Regions from separate parts of the Sus scrofa genome. Here regions 2 and 3 are each linked to region 1. Evidence: chromatin contacts called from public Hi-C data. All regions are on one chromosome and are shown on one strand. The core of a region is the stretch at or near the end of the contact, and the rest is flanking DNA. Distances in the headings are between cores, read along the strand shown. Region 1 has its middle 170 kb from the start of ACKR3. Region 2 has its middle 72 kb from the start of COPS8. Region 3 has its middle 120 kb from the start of COPS8.

What was found. A called contact is a pair of places that touch in the nucleus more often than the background predicts.
Region 2: a contact with region 1 is called in a Hi-C map of liver, with 3 times the contacts expected there. The contact joins two enhancer-like sites. A contact is called at or near these places in 1 of 47 Hi-C or Micro-C datasets (liver) and 1 of 2 datasets of contacts at active chromatin or transcription factors (skeletal muscle).
Region 3: a contact with region 1 is called in a Hi-C map of liver, with 7 times the contacts expected there. The contact joins two enhancer-like sites. A contact is called at or near these places in 1 of 47 Hi-C or Micro-C datasets (liver) and 1 of 2 datasets of contacts at active chromatin or transcription factors (skeletal muscle).

Annotation. Positions count from the first base shown.
Region 1 is chr15:136,533,064-136,538,120 of Sscrofa11.1, reverse strand. No RefSeq gene overlaps it. Among named protein-coding and RNA genes, the nearest start is that of ACKR3, 170 kb to the right of the region's middle. Within about 2 kb of position 1,945, at least 16 of the 83 cell types and tissues checked have an H3K27ac peak or open chromatin away from gene starts, as enhancers often do. A contact at or near this core is called in liver, where this site is marked.
Region 2 is chr15:136,754,139-136,759,195 of Sscrofa11.1, reverse strand. No RefSeq gene overlaps it. Among named protein-coding and RNA genes, the nearest start is that of COPS8, 72 kb to the left of the region's middle. Within about 2 kb of position 2,650, at least 7 of the 83 cell types and tissues checked have an H3K27ac peak or open chromatin away from gene starts, as enhancers often do. A contact at or near this core is called in liver, where this site is marked.
Region 3 is chr15:136,706,344-136,711,400 of Sscrofa11.1, reverse strand. No RefSeq gene overlaps it. Among named protein-coding and RNA genes, the nearest start is that of COPS8, 120 kb to the left of the region's middle. Within about 2 kb of position 2,505, at least 12 of the 83 cell types and tissues checked have an H3K27ac peak or open chromatin away from gene starts, as enhancers often do. A contact at or near this core is called in liver, where this site is marked.

The sequences.
Region 1 (5,057 bases), core at 696-3,195:
TGTTTTGTTTTGTTTTTTTTGCTTTTTTTTTTTTTTTTTGCTTTTTTACACCTGCACCCACAGCATATCGAAGCTCCCGGGCTGGGAGTCACATCAGAATGGCAGCTGCCAGCCTACATCACAGCCACAGCAATACCAGATCTGAGCAGCCTTTGCAACCTATGCTGCAGCTCGCAGCAATCCCGAATCCTTAACCCCCTGAGCGAGGCCAGGGATTGAACCCACATCCTCATGCATACTATGTCAGGTCCCACTGAGCCACAAGGGGAAATCCCTGTGCTTGTTTTTTTAAGTCACATTTCTATTCTAGAAGAAGAGGGGTGCATTTCTAAAATCTAACGCTCATACGGGCAGCCCCCAGTGGCCAGGAGTCACTGTGCTAACCCCTCAAATCTCTATGAAATCGCGCGACAATGTAGGCACGCAGATCTATTTTCCAGAGCTATTTCTTAGGACTCTTCATGAAGTTTTTAAAGCTGTCTTAGAGACAAAGAAGAGGGAAAGGCACAAGGACCCAATAGAAACGGAGATGTGCACTAATAAAATTCTTTGAGTCATGTCCAACCTTTGACGGTGTGATCCGGTGTCCTAAAAATGATACTTAAGAATAATCTTGTAACAACAAACATTTACACTCTGAATGGAAGCATATGTTGGTTTACCCCTTTGCTGATAGTATCTATGAATTCTATAAATCATTGACATTCTTCTAGCTCTTCTGTTGTACTAGGACCACCCAGCTTGATGAAGACAAGGTTTTAGCTGGAGGAAAAATAACAATGGTGGTTGGAGGCTAAATTCCATTCCAGAGGTTCAGGGCTAAGGAGCGTCTTCCCGGAGAAGGTGGGTAGCTGAGGGTGGGGAAGGGAGAAGTCTTGGACAGCGGAAAGCCTTGTGCCTACAGGGACCCTTGGTCAATGACACTGAGTGGCCTCCCCACCCCCCACCCCCTGCCCCCACCGGGCTTGTGTGAAGGCTCCATTCAGCCCTGTTCTTCAAGGCAATTGGCCAAAGTTCAGTGCCAAGTAGGAATCCGGGGCAAACACCAAAGGAATATATTTTAAGCAAATAACTTTAGAAAAACTCCGAAAGCGGTATCATTCTCTGCTCCCCACTACAGCCCTTCGTTTTTTCCAAATGAAGGGATTTCCCCATTTTTGCGTCTTTGACCATGTCGTGTTTTGTTCTACTATTTCTGGCCCAGAACTGAGAATCTCCCGGCCTCATTAAATCACTGGTAAACACACGCGGCCCCTCTCCTTTGTCTCCCGGCCAAGGGGTCTGTTCTGAGGCCCTGTGTGCTGACTCCAGCATCTTGGCGTGGTGATTCTCTCCCAGAGACCCGTGGATGGTCAGCAACTTCCTATTTGTGGTCCAAATGAAGCGCTTGAGAAATGTCTGTAGCTAATGAAATGCAGCTGACAGGCAGAGAGCGTGTGTGCCTGGGAGGTACCGGTGATTTTTCTCAGAGCAATTTTCATCTGGAACAGCGTTCGAACTATTTAGGAGTTTTCTGGGACAGTCCGGGAGCAAATCAGGAGTTGAGGAAGTGAAGGTGTTAGAAGTTAGAAATCTGAAACACGCTAAAAACCAAAGGTGCAGAGGGCAGAAAATAATGATAGAATCCTCAGCTTTCAGGGTTATGGCAAGCGCTGCATTTTAAAACCACAGTATGTTAAGAAGGGGCAGGAATGGTGACCCAGCAGAGCGGGTCGGGGTCACAAACTCTGTGAAACCAGGTTTCCGTCTGGTTTCCTCGTAATCTTACCCGTGAACTTGTATCTTAATAGTCTAAGAGAGTTTTGCAAGACTGGGTGTGTGTCCCCCAGCGTCATACGGACGAGGATAAATCTCCTTTTGCTGATGACACAGTTTTATGATCATGAACTAGGAATGACCTTGCAAGATCCAACCACAACCAGGAAGAACTGACTACTCATGCCGAACGACCCCAGACCTGGGGTCACTGTCTTTACAGATGCTCTTCAAGGCCCGATGCTCATCACTCAGTACATCCCTAAACAACTCAGTGTGTCCACTCAGTTATCGCAGGGAGGTCTTGGCATCCTCTCCTGTTCCAGCCACCTGAGAAAGTCTCCAAGGCCTCCTTGGGCCTCCGATGACTGGGAATGGGTGGCACTTTCTCAGGAGACATTCCAGGCCTACGTGATCTCTCAAGTTTCCTTAAAAGACCAGATTTAAACTTCGAACAGTTCCAACAATGAAGTAAAGCTCAGATTTCGCCTGGCCTGGCCCTCCCCAAGTTGAGGAAAGCAGGCTTCGCCTTCTCAATGTTGGAAGGAAGGGCGCCGTCCTGCTCCCCCCGCCCCAGATCCTGGAGTCCCAAGTCCTCAGCCTGCCGGCCACCAGCCACACAGAGTTGTACATCTCAAGCCCCTCTTGGGGACGCCAAACTAGTCCCAGCTACCCGCGAGCTGTCCTGTCCTGGACCAACACGCTACCCTCCTGTCTCTTGTTCTCACATTCTCTCGTTGCATTGTGTTGGAATTTCTTGATTCTGAGATCCAAAGATTAGAAAATCTTTGCATTGAGTTAGAAAATTATAGGCTACGTTCTTGGACCACATAAATCTAACCTCATCCAGAATCCTGTTTGCGGAGTTAACTTTCATACTGTGCTCTGGCCTTTTATCCGGGTTTATTGTACGAGCAAGCATCGTGAGAAAACAGCTCTTGGGTTTCCTGTAAAAGCACTGTTTACGCCTCTTCTCATCATGTTACCCGATGTTATCCCACAGTGGAAGTCCAGGTCAATTTTTATTTTAATAATTTGCAGCCTGAAAACCTTTAGTCAACCTGGAGGAACTGAAATACTTCCCAGCGGCTGCTATGGAAACCATGACATCATCACTCTCATTTTTTCCCTGCTCTCTTCTGGGAAGCACAGAGCTAATTAAATGTTTATTCCAAATGCATTGCCTGTTCTCCTGCACCTGTTTTCTTGCTCCTCGTTTTAGGTTCTCACTCTCTAATTTATGTTGCTGTATTGTTAATTTGGAAGGATATACATCCTATATCAGAGGCCATCTTTTTTGAAAACAGATAATGCATCTTTTAAAAATAAAATTGATTTACACATCATTGTAGTTGATTTACAATGTTGTGTTAGTTTCATGTACACAGCAGTGTTATTCAAACACACACACACACACACACACACACACACACGTATATCTGAAGAAGAATATATAGATATTCTTTTTCAGATTCTTTTCCATTACAGGTTATTATGAGATATTGAGTATAGTTCCCTTTGCTATATAGTAGGTCCTTGCTGGTTATCTATTTTATACACAGCAGTGTGTATATGTTAATACTAAACTCATAATTTATCCCTCTCTGCCTTTCCTCTTTGGTAACCCTAAGTTTTTTTCTATGTTTGTGAGACTATTTCTGTTCTGTAAATAAATTCATTTGTATCATTTTTTTATATTCCGCATGTAAGCGATATCATATGATATTTATCTTGTCTGACTTGCTTCACTCAGTGTTGTAATCTCTAGTTGCATCCATTTTGCTGCAAATGGCATTTCATTCTTTTTTATGGCTGAGTAATATTTCATTGTATATATGTACCACATCTTCTTCATCCATTTTACTAAAGGACTTAGGTACACTTTTTAAAATTTTTATTGAATTTTTATTGATTTACAATGTTGTGATAATTTCTGCTGCAAAACAAAGTGACTCATTTGTACATGTACACACATCCATTCTTTTTTTTTCTTTTTGAAATGAAAGGAGTGTTGGTGATATAATCACATAGAAGGCATTACTTGGTCTTTTTATAGTAATTAAATATAAATTCCAAGAATGTGACACCACAGGCAGGAACCTTCACTGCTTCATGATACAGCACTGAATTACAGAAACACAGCAGATGTGACAGCACCTAACCCACCTTTTTCATTTGTTGAAAGGCAAGGGGAAAGCGATTCACAATCCCTGGGGGGGGTGAATTCCCTCCACCTGGGGCAGAAGGCTTGATGGGGGTCCTCAGGGAGTCAGCCTCCCCAGCTTCGCCCCCTGGCAGAGGCTGTGAGGTTGGTACAGATTTCCGTAACGAGGGCAGGGTCACTTTCAGAAGGAAAGGACAATTCTGCAGGGAAGAGTGAATGCTCTGGAAAGCGAGGTTTTCCTGGTGGGTAAATGAAGAAAATGTGCCTCAGGAGGGGAGTCCTAAGGTGCCCTGTTGGCCACTGGCCACCCTAAGGCCCAGCTTGCCTCCCTCCCCTCACCTGGGGAAGGTCTCCCCCACCTCTACAGGTGTTCACTGAACGGGAGCCTCAAGGGGAGGAAGTAAAGCCTCGGAGAACACCTCCCACAGCAGAGCTGGGCGGTGGGCGAGGGTGGGCGCTAAGGGCTCCAGGCCCTGGGTTTAGGATCCCGGTGCCACTAAATGGATTTGCCATCTTTCTCACCAACCAGTGTGACCTGGACCAAGCCCCCTTTTCTGTCGTTGGTTTCCAAATACCTGCCTCGCCTAAATCCCCCCAAAGGCTTCACCCCTCACTTAGAGTAAAAGCCAAGGTCCCGGAGATCGCCCGCTCCTCTGCCACCACCCAGGCTTTCCCTCTGCCACCACCCAGGCTTTCCCACCGCCACGCTGACATCGCTCTCTCCCTTATACCCAAGGCCCTTGCATTTGCTGTTCCCTCTGCCCAGAATGCTGTTCCTGTAGCTCGCCCCGTGGATCCCTGCAAGGCTTCCTCAAGGGCCCACGGCCACCATGTGCAAAACGGAGGGCTTCCCCGACACACATACACACTCATGCACTGAATTCTTCCTTCTTACCCCTTCTCTTCTTCTCCTTAACATTCCTCACGATTCAACATTTTACACACTGTACCTGTTTATTTTGTGATTTTTTAAAAAAAATACTTTGTGGAATACAAGCTCCACAAAGAAAGGGATATGGGGGTTCCGGCTGGGGTCCAGTTCCCCGCTTGTCTCTGTGGAGGCGCTGGTTTGATCCGCGTTCCACAGCAGTGGGTTGAGGATCCAGCGTTGCTGCAGCTGTGGAAGAAAGGGATGTTG
Region 2 (5,057 bases), core at 1,401-3,900, 220 kb before region 1:
CTGCAAACAAACTATGGATACCTGTAAAAAACTTTCAATAGAAAAAAGTGAGCCCAGGGAGTTCCCTTCATGGCTCAGTGGTTAATGAACCAGACTAGGATCCATGAGGTTGCCAGTTTGATCCCTGGCCTTACTCAGTGGGTTAAGGATCTGGCGTTGCTGTGAGGCTGTGGTGTAGGCTGCAGATGCAGCTTGGATCTGGTGTGGCTGTGGCTGTGGTGTAGGTCAGTAGCTGTAGCTCCAGTTTGACCCCTGGCCTTTAGGGCCACATCCATATGCCATGGGTGTGGCCCTAAAAAGCAAAAAAAAAAAAAAAAGACCCTAAATGCTATTTACTTATCCCTATGTTCAGAGCCTTTCTGTTTGATTCACCGCATTGAAGTGTTCATTCTATAAATGGTATGTTCCATCAAAACTTGCAGTAAAGTGTTCCATTTTGCTCTACAGGAACATGAACTTAGGTGGAGATGCCTGGGCAGCGGCCACAGCCTCCGGGGCTGCTGGGAACCAGGAATCCTGTCCCATCTGACCGATGACGTGAAGGAGAGTGTGATAAAGCCGAAGACTTAAGGATTTCACAGGGTTCCCACTCCTTACTTTTAACTGTGCTATAAAAATTCATTTCCTGACTGGAACTTGGCTCCAAAGGTTGAAGCTGGGAAGGCAAACGTCACGCTGAGCCAAATTTCCCCCCAAGTGGAAAATAACATTCTATTTGATGTTGCAGAGTGGTCTCTGACCGCAAGAGAGGGTGAGAAGAAAGAAAACTCTTTCAAGTAAATGAAAGTAAGACTTCAGTTTTCACTTGGAATTCCTAGAGCCCTCTTTTGATGTTTAAAAATTGCCTGCCAAGATCGCATGGTTTATTTGCAGGTAACGGACATCTTCCTTCTGGCTTGGACGTTTAAGAGCGTCTAGCCCTGACAGACAGACTCTATAAAAGAACCCCAGTATGGGAGTGTAGATTATTTTATAAAATATGGGGACCCCACTATTTTCTTACTTAGAGTGGTTGTGCTATCTGGCAATATCCCGTCCGCCCTGAACTCCCTTCTCTCCTCCGCATCATACACCTCTCCCCCGGGGAGCAAAGTGACGCTGGGTGTAGCTTCCTGTTCTCTGCTCTGGTGGTTCAGGGGTGGAGGTGAATTCTGACCGCCATGATTCTGTGCCCACGTAATTGGTTCCTTTTATATTCTGTTATACCTTTGCCCTGAGTTTCTACCTGGTCTTTTCACAGTTGTGCTTAAATACCGCGTACTATTCCATCAAATTCAAGTGTCCAAATTTACTTCTCTATGTCTCTGTTATTTTATATTGAAGGTTTTTCTTCCTAACAGATGTTATGTCAGTAATTACCTTCTTAAATTAAGTTTCTATCTTCTCTTTAACCATTTCCTTTAACATTCCTTCCAGATAAATTTCCGTCGTGGGAAGAAATTAGGTTAAAAAAATGTATTTGCCATACTATAGTCATCCACAAGGGGTTTGGATTAATTTACAAATGAATACAATTAACTGCGCTTTACACACACATGTGTGTATTAGTTTAATCTCAATGTCACCAGCAACAGATGTTATTATTCACCCTATTTTTCTAATTTAAGTTTAAAGCTGTACTTCGCAGTTGCTTTTATATTTCTTTCTTTCTCAAGTGTTGGTTTCTTATTTTTACTTTCTTTTATGAGCATATATTTTTGTACTTGGCCTTGACGCATTTCTTTTGAGGGTCTTTAAATCCTTCCAAATATTTATGAGTATATTCAAAGGACATTATCACTATTATCTTATTTGTTGACATAATTCATGCAAATGTTTTATCTAATGTTTCGCTATACATTTTTCTCTAGTCCTTTTATGTTAAGCAATATAGTAAAAATTGAAAAATTGAATTGTTCATCAGCTTACTTCTTGCCTCCTTTAAAGTGGAAAAAAGTATGTTATTTATCATTTCTTCAAAAGGGGGGTGTTTTCTGCTGATTTTTCTTTATGGATATGCGTGTAATGATCAAACAACCTTCTTTACTCAAGGATTATGGTGTAAAGATAGCTATAAATTAGTTTTTCTCCAAATTGCTACCAGATTATCCCAGTGCTTGCTTGCTTGCTTGCTTTTGCTTTTTAGGGCTGCACCTGCAGCATATGGAAGTTTCCGGGCTAAGGGTTCAATCAGAGCTACCACTGCCAGCCTACACAACAGCCACAGCAACATAGGATCCGATCCACATCTGTAATCTACACCACAGCTCTCGGAATGCCGGTTCCTCAAGCCACTGAGTGAGGCCAGGGATCGAACCTGTGTCCTCATGGATATGAGTTGGGTTTGTTACTGCTGAGCCACAGTGGGAACTCCCCCAGTGCTGTTTAAATGGCAGTTCAGCCCAACCCATTTGTTCTCAGAGGATTATACAACGATATATTATCCTGGGCCAGGGCTGCTAAGCATAGTCTACCTATCCATCTTGCTTCTCTTTCCTAACAATTCCACTTGGCTTCTATTACCGTTCCAAGAGTTAATACTTTGTTATCTAAAAAGGCGAGGCTTCGATTCATTTCCTCTACTTAAGAAATTCACACAGGGAAGGCTCCAGGTTCTGTGAAACAGGAAGCTTACGCAATTTGGGGACCATCTCAAGAAAAACAAGACAAAATGATCAGCTCACAATGTGCAAGCTCCCTTTGTGAAGGCCCAGAGAAAAGGAGGAGCCCTGAGTGTTTGTCCTCCTTAGCTTCGTGGGAAGCCCCCACCCCCGCCTACGTTACTCTGCTGAATGAGTTTATCGTCACGCAGCTTAGTTACAGGAAAAAGGCAGGAATGACATATACGCACTACGCTGCTGAGTATCACATGGATAATTAACAAGGACTTACTGTAGAGCTCAGGGAAACGTACTCAACAGTCAGTAATAACCTACACGGGAAAAAGAATGGGAGTTCCTGCTGTGGCTCAGCGGGTTGAGAACACCACATGATGTCTGTAGGGACGCGGGTTTGATCCTTGGCCTCGCTCAGTGACTTAAGGATCCAGTGTTGCCACAAGCTGCGGTGTAGGTCCAAGATGTGGCTCAGATCTGGTGTTACTGTGACTGTGGCAAAAGCCTCAGCTGCGGCTCCAATCTGTATTTCGACTCCTAACCTGGGACCTTCCATGTGTTGGAGGAGCAGTCCTAAAAAAAAAAAAAAAAAATGGATAAATGCATAACCGATTCACTTTGCTGAGCACCTGAAACTATACAACATTGTAAGTCAGCCATACACCAATAAAATTTTTTAAAAGGACTCTGTATATACTTTAAATGGATTGGAATCATATTATGTCTGTAAAATAGAGCACAATATTTCTCCACTAAATTTTTCTTCTTTTTTTCAACCACAAAATAAGGCCTTCTAGTTTTGCTCATTCATCTGGTAACAATTTACAGAGTGTCTCTTTGGTAATTTTGCAGGGTAGTTTTTTATGATGGTGTCACGTGTACACAATTGGACTTCTTATCGTTTCAAATCCTTGAGTCTTCTGTGAATAGGATCTTGAATTCCAAAACGGATGTATTTGTTTGTTTTCTATGTTTTCATGACTAATGACTTTGGTACTTTCTCTCCGCTGTATATTTCTCTTATATCTGATTCCTTGCAAAGGTCTTTGTATTAATCTTTAGATTTTCAATAACTTTTTTTTTTAAGACATTTTTAGGAGCAGAGTTAGATCTTCTTCAATTAATCAGATTTAAAGAATCAAAGTTGAAATGTGGCTGTTCCCTGCTCAAAACTCCCCACAGTTCCTCGGGGTGTGCCCGGCAGCCTGGTTGCCGAGGCTTGAGGAGAGTCCCTTCTGAAATCGCTGGGTGGACGGCACACGCCACTCTGGGACTGTCATCAGCTTCTGAAGCCAGTCCAGCCCAGACCACTGTCCCGCCTGCTCGAGCGCCCTGGGCAGCTCATTTACTATCTGGCGCATCCACCTTCAGATGTCATGAGAATCTCAAGACGTGGTTATCATAGAGCTGAAAGTTTAGTGTGAGCCTTTCATGATCTCATTTAATCCTCATTCCATCTTGCAGGACTTGCAACCGTTGGTACCCATATTTGACCACTCAGGAAATAGAACTTCAGAGAGACTAAATAAATTAACCGCCTCCGTGGTACGTGATAGGAACTAAGTCTGAATCTCAGTAGCCCCCAAGGATGGGCAACATCCTACACTCCCTCCTGAAGTCCCCCGTGTGGGCTCTTCTGCGCAGCCCGTGGGAGGGGGCCAGTTCTTTTGGGTTCGGAGTTCACAGGAGTGAGATGGATATATTGGACTTGCAGAGTCTGGTGACAGCATTTCTTAAGATCACCCAGGCAACCCTAAATCTCTGGCGGTTCCTCCTCCCCAATGGGTCAACAATAGACATTTTGTTTTCCAAAGAGGTTTATCAGCTTTCCACTGGAGCAGAGCCTGCTTTGCTGTCCTGATGCGCTGAATGCCATGTCCCTCCAAGGTCAGGGTTCACAAGAGCGCTACTACTGGGTCTGGGCTGGATCGTTTTGTGCTGGGCGGAGGGGGGTCTGCACACTCTAGGATGCTCAACAGCATCCCTGGCCTCCACATCCTAGTTGCCAGCAGCCCCCTGCCCCTCAGCAGCATCAACCAAAAATGTCTCCATGTCCTGCCAGGCGTGCTCAGGGGCAGAGTTGCTCCTGGTGGAGCACACTGAGTTAGAGCACACTGCCAATCCACAGCAGCCATCAGTGTGTCTGCTAAGCCTGGACCCCGGCGTCAGTCTCTCCAGCCCTGGATGAAGGGATAAACTTTGGATTCCTAAATTGCACATGAGGCTGAAGCTTAGGGACTGTGCCCCAGTGGGGGCACCAGGAGGAAAGAGATGGCCCACTAGAACGGGGTGACTGAGGGGAGCTTAAGGATTTTCGGAAGAGCATCAGCAGGGCCGAGGAAACCAGTGAGGACCTGGCAGTGGCCAGAGGCTTCCATCATTCCTACCCTGAAGGGGCCAATGACTAAGCAGTTTCCTGAACCTGGACAGGTGTCTGGAAAGGCTGCCTGGGCTGGGCTGTGG
Region 3 (5,057 bases), core at 1,256-3,755, 170 kb before region 1:
CCAGGGGCCAGGGCTCCGGGCTGTCCTGGATGGGGCCTCGGAAGGATGCTGAGCCGAGCACACCTGCTTCTCAAGGGCCAGGGAGGCCCCTAGCTTACACCTGTAGGTTAATATGGCTTCATTTGTTGCTTTGCCATTCGCTTTGGTGTCTGTCTTTATCACCAGAGCTGAGATCTTGATTCCATGTTGCTTCTATTGGAAATCTCTAAGCTCCTTGAATTGGTGTAGCAGTCAGGTAGCTCTCTCTTTCTCTTAACAATTGTAACTATTTTTTGTTTTATTTGGTTTTAGGGCCACACCTGCAACACACGGACGTTCCCAGCCTAGGATGTTGAATCCGAGCTGCAGCTGCCAGCCTATATCACAGGCATGGCGACACCGGATTCTCAACCCACTCAGTGAGGCCAGGGATCAAACCCTCATCTTCATGGATACTAGTCAGGTTTGTTACCGCTGAGCCACAATGGGAACTCGGCGTCTTCACCACTTTTAAGTGTACAACTCAGCAGCGTTAAGTATGTTCACTTTGTTGTGCAACTGAATTCAGGAATTTTCTCACCTTGCAAAAGGTGAAACTTTGTGCCCAGTACAATTGCTCTTCCCTCCTCCCCACAGCCTCGGGCAACCCCACTCCACTTACATTCTCTGTGACCCTGACTCCTCTAAGGACCTCTTAGAACTGGAATCACACAGTAGTTGTCTTTTGGGAACCAGCTTATTTCAGTTAGCTTAGTGCTCTCAGGGTTCATCCAAGTGGTTGCACGTATCAGAGTGTCAGAAGCTCCTTCCTTTTTTACGGCTGAATAATATTCCATCTCACGGCCAGACCCACATATTCCACTGGGTTTATCCCTCATCCATCGATGGACAGTTGGTGACTTCCACCTCTTGGCTATCATGAATGAAGCTGCCATCGGAGCTTTATTTGCACCCCTAAATCTGAAATCGCAGCCCAACCTTGGAGGCTTGTGGGGAGAAAGAAAACAGTATGGCACTCCTGAACGTGGGGTCTGGCTACGCCTTGACTCTCAGATCCCTGGTGGCCTTGTAGGAGAAAGACCTTGATCTGCCTCAGGGTCATTACATGTGTGCCAGGTCTCTAGGAAATGCTGACCCCACACTCTCTGGGTACAGCCTCCCTGCCCCAGGCCACCACAGACGAGCCATAAGGAGTGTGGTCTGCTTTCACCACGAGGGTTCTTGCATGAGGTTTCTTATGTGGGAGCCTCAGATGGGCCTGTGGCGAGTTTCCTTCTACCAAATTCTCAGTTGCTTCCAGAAATGTGATGGCCCCAGCTGACCCCATCCCTCCATGTGGGTCACAATCTTCTTTTTCAGAAGGCTCCAGAGAGACGTTTCCTGAACTACACCACAGTGGTGGCATCGGGGTTGTCGCACCAGCACACCTGAGCTAGGTGTTTCACCTCTGAGGGATGCTCTGTGTGAAAGAGGGCCCATCTCAGGCTTGATGCCCTGGCATCCCCCAAGGTATGGAGTCTGGCCTGGGAGGCATCTTCATTCATTCATTCATTCAACAAATCTCCAATGCGAGTGTATTACGCATCAATCACTCTACCGGTGTGCTGGGTACAGATATGCATAAGAATTCCTGCCACGGAGGAAATGACCAGGTACCACACTAGACACACACACACACACACACACACACACACACACACACACACACACACACACAGTAGTCAAGCGCAGAGATGGACGTCCTAGGATGGAGTTATGAACAGCATCGTGCCTTGTCCAGCCTTGGCCTTTGGGCTGTAAACTCGGAGGTTAGGGTGAGGCTTGTTACCTGAACCACCAGCTTCATTTAAAGGTGAGAAAACTGAGGCTCAGGGAGATTAGCTGATGTCCATCGGAGGGGGGGGTCATCCCCGGACAGGTAGGCAAACCCGCCCCCCTTAGTCTAGTTCTTTCCTGAGCCAATTTGCCCACATGTGTGCTCCAGGTCAGGGCTGACCTTGGGCTTTGAAGAGATGCTGATCTCCAGTTTCTGAGAGAAGCCCTGCTCTTCCTCCATCAAATTCCTCGCTGAAAACATCCATGGTTTGAGACGCGCCCTTCCTGCTGCCAGCGACTCTTATCTCACATCCTGTGGGACAATGGCTGGTGCGTCGCAGCAAGATTACTAAATGGTCAGCTCCCATAAACAAAATCCATCAGCCTTGCTCCGTCCTGCCATGAAAGGTTAGCACAGGCTGATTCCCGGGAAATGGGGTTATCAGCCTGAGCGCATGACGTTTTTCACAGAGGATCGGATCGTGGCGACGTTCTGAAGTGCCCTGCCCCGCCGGCAGCATGCTTTGTCTTTTCACCGTGTCTGGGTCCTGTCTGAGGCATGCCAAGGGGCACGGGCCTGTCTGCCTGCCCAGCTCCCATTCACCTTTACCCTTAATCACCTTTGAAGACCCACCGTCTTCCGCGTCACCATCACCCCAAATCCATCCCGCGCCATCAGCGTGGGAACGTGGGCCAGACACATTCCATTCTCTCTGACATTTGAACAGCAAGTGGAGTGCCTCAAGGTCAGAACTTAGCTCAGACTTGTTAATCATAGGGGCTTGGCCCCGAGGAGTCTGCCAATTAGTTCTGGCTATCTAGACGCCCCACTGCACTGCTGGCACTTGGCTGTCTTTCTCTTGCGTGACATTCCATTTGTTCTTTTTTTTGGGGGGGGGGCTACCCTGCAGCATGTGGCGTACCCAGGCCAGGGATCAGATCCAGTTGTGACATATGCTGCAGATGGCAGCCATGCCGGTCTTTAATCCACTGTGCCAGGCCAGGGATCGAACCTGCATCCCAGTGCGGCAGATCCCATTGGGCCACAGTGGGAACTCAAACATTCTATTTTTTTCTATGAAACATTATTTTGCTTTAGGTGGCCACCAAAAGCAAATAATGCTTCTATGATTTGCAAACCTAAGTGCAATAATACTTCTGCTATTTGCAACTCCAGAGTGCTGACGGTTGCCGACGTGGGGTAGAGGCTCCATGAGCCAGGAGCAAAGAGGGAAGTTAAAGGGGGAGGGGCCAGAAGGGAAGAAGAACCAGCTCCGAGTCAGCGAGGAGCCACAGAGAGAACAGACTTAGAGCGAATGGGTGAGAAAAACGGTAGTTCAGGGACTGAAGGTATCCAAAACGTGGAAGTGTGTGAATTTGCCCATTCGAAGCCTTGGAGGCCTCGTAGCTGACGATGAGCACAGGTGAGCTGGACTGAGGTGTCTTGGGCTTTGCCTTCTCCAGGACCTGGTTTCCTCTCCTGCACAGGGGTCCATTTGAACCAGATTTTCCAACTGTGAGTTTGCACAAAGTACCAAAATCTAACTGCGGTGCAACTGTGAGGATGAGTTTGGGCTCAGGCGGCATTGACCTCCTAAACCCGCCCAGGATGAGGCAGAGGAGGCAGCCGGTGTCCAGGTCCTGACAGGCTAGCTTTCCCTCTGGGACAGAGTCATGGCTCTTTATAAAGCCCTGTGACATCTAACGAAGGAGTTCCCACCTGCCATGACCAGGCCGTCTCCAACCCTGCCTTCCGGTAATATGTCCAATGTTCTGGGCCCACACCCCCAGCCTTCATTTGCTTTGCACCTGGCCATGTGCCCCATTCCTATCTCTGGGTCAGAAACTGTCCAGGCCCCCAGGGCTCCCTGGGGCCGGTGGACACTCCCATTTCCCTGGCTAATCCCTTCCAGGGAGGGACCCCTGCCCTGACCTTGGACCTGAAGCTCTGCTCCTCCCTGGATGACATGCCTTTCTCTTGGAGGGCAGCCAACAAATGTGAAGAATAGGATTTTCCTACAACCACATCAAGAGCAGCCGGGATTAACGCTGGGGAATCAGTCTGGTCAAACTCTCAGAAGAGTGGGCTTCTCACCCACCTGCCCAGATGTGGCAGGTGTGGGTTGGGACTGGGGTGCACCTTAACCTTGGTGAAAACACGCACACACACAGACACACGTGCATACACGCAGGCACCCAGACACACGCGCCCAAGACACATGTATACACAGGCACAGATGCACTTGCTCAGCAGGAAGGGGCTCCTTCTCCCATCGCCCGGGGAACCTCCACTTCAAGCCAGGCTGCGAGGTGACCCTTGGGACTCTGCAGAGCCTGAGGATAAGAGACCTGAGCCAGGAGGGGCTCTTGCTTGGCTCACGGACCCCATCCCCTGGCAGTCAGTCCTGCTGGAGCTGTGAGCCCCACAAAGGCAGGGGCCTCTTTGGGGACCGTCCCATGGGGACTCAGAGAACAGTGGCCTCACAGTAAGCACTCAAGAGACTCCACATGGACACAGTGTGACAATAGGGAGTCTGTGGGCAAGCGTACTAGGGGACTCAAGGCTGTCCATCGCATCTTCTCATCCTAAGTCATAGGACAGAGTCCCCAGATGCTGCATGAGGCCCATCACAGCCCTGGAAAAGCCAGTAGTGGGTCCAAGACACAAAACACACGACCACAAGTGGGAGGAGTACCGCTCCCCTTAAAGAGAGAACTCGCCCTCGCAGCGTCCATCAGGAGGAAAAATACTGGAAGGAACGGAAACAAACCCTGAGTCCTGCACCCAGGGTTCCCCAGTCGGCCCCTCGTGGGCTCCCCAGGCGCCCTGCCCTGCCCAACTGTCCCCCCAGTCTGCAGGGTAAGGCTCCTCCCCAGGGCTGTCCAGCCTTGGGCTTGACCTCGTCCTGGATCCGCCCAGGGCGGGGCTTCGCCAAGGCTGCCCCAGAATCATTTGTTAACGGTGACACGTGTGGTGTATCAGTAAGGAAATGGCTCATTAATCACCAGAACATTTCCCGCAAACAAATCTATCAAAGGAGCAGAAAGTGTATATATTGTTCCCTCTGCCAGACCCAGTTCAGCTGTTCCCGGTGCTGACCAGATGCAGAGGTGAGTGACATCTCCCTCGCCTCATGACAGTTTGAAACAGCCCGGCAGACTGTGTTTATTGTTGGTACCCAGGACGAGTGGGGACACGACGCATCTGCACTGAAAGATACCATCCGCATGAATAATAGCGTGCTCTTGCTATGAAGCCTGAT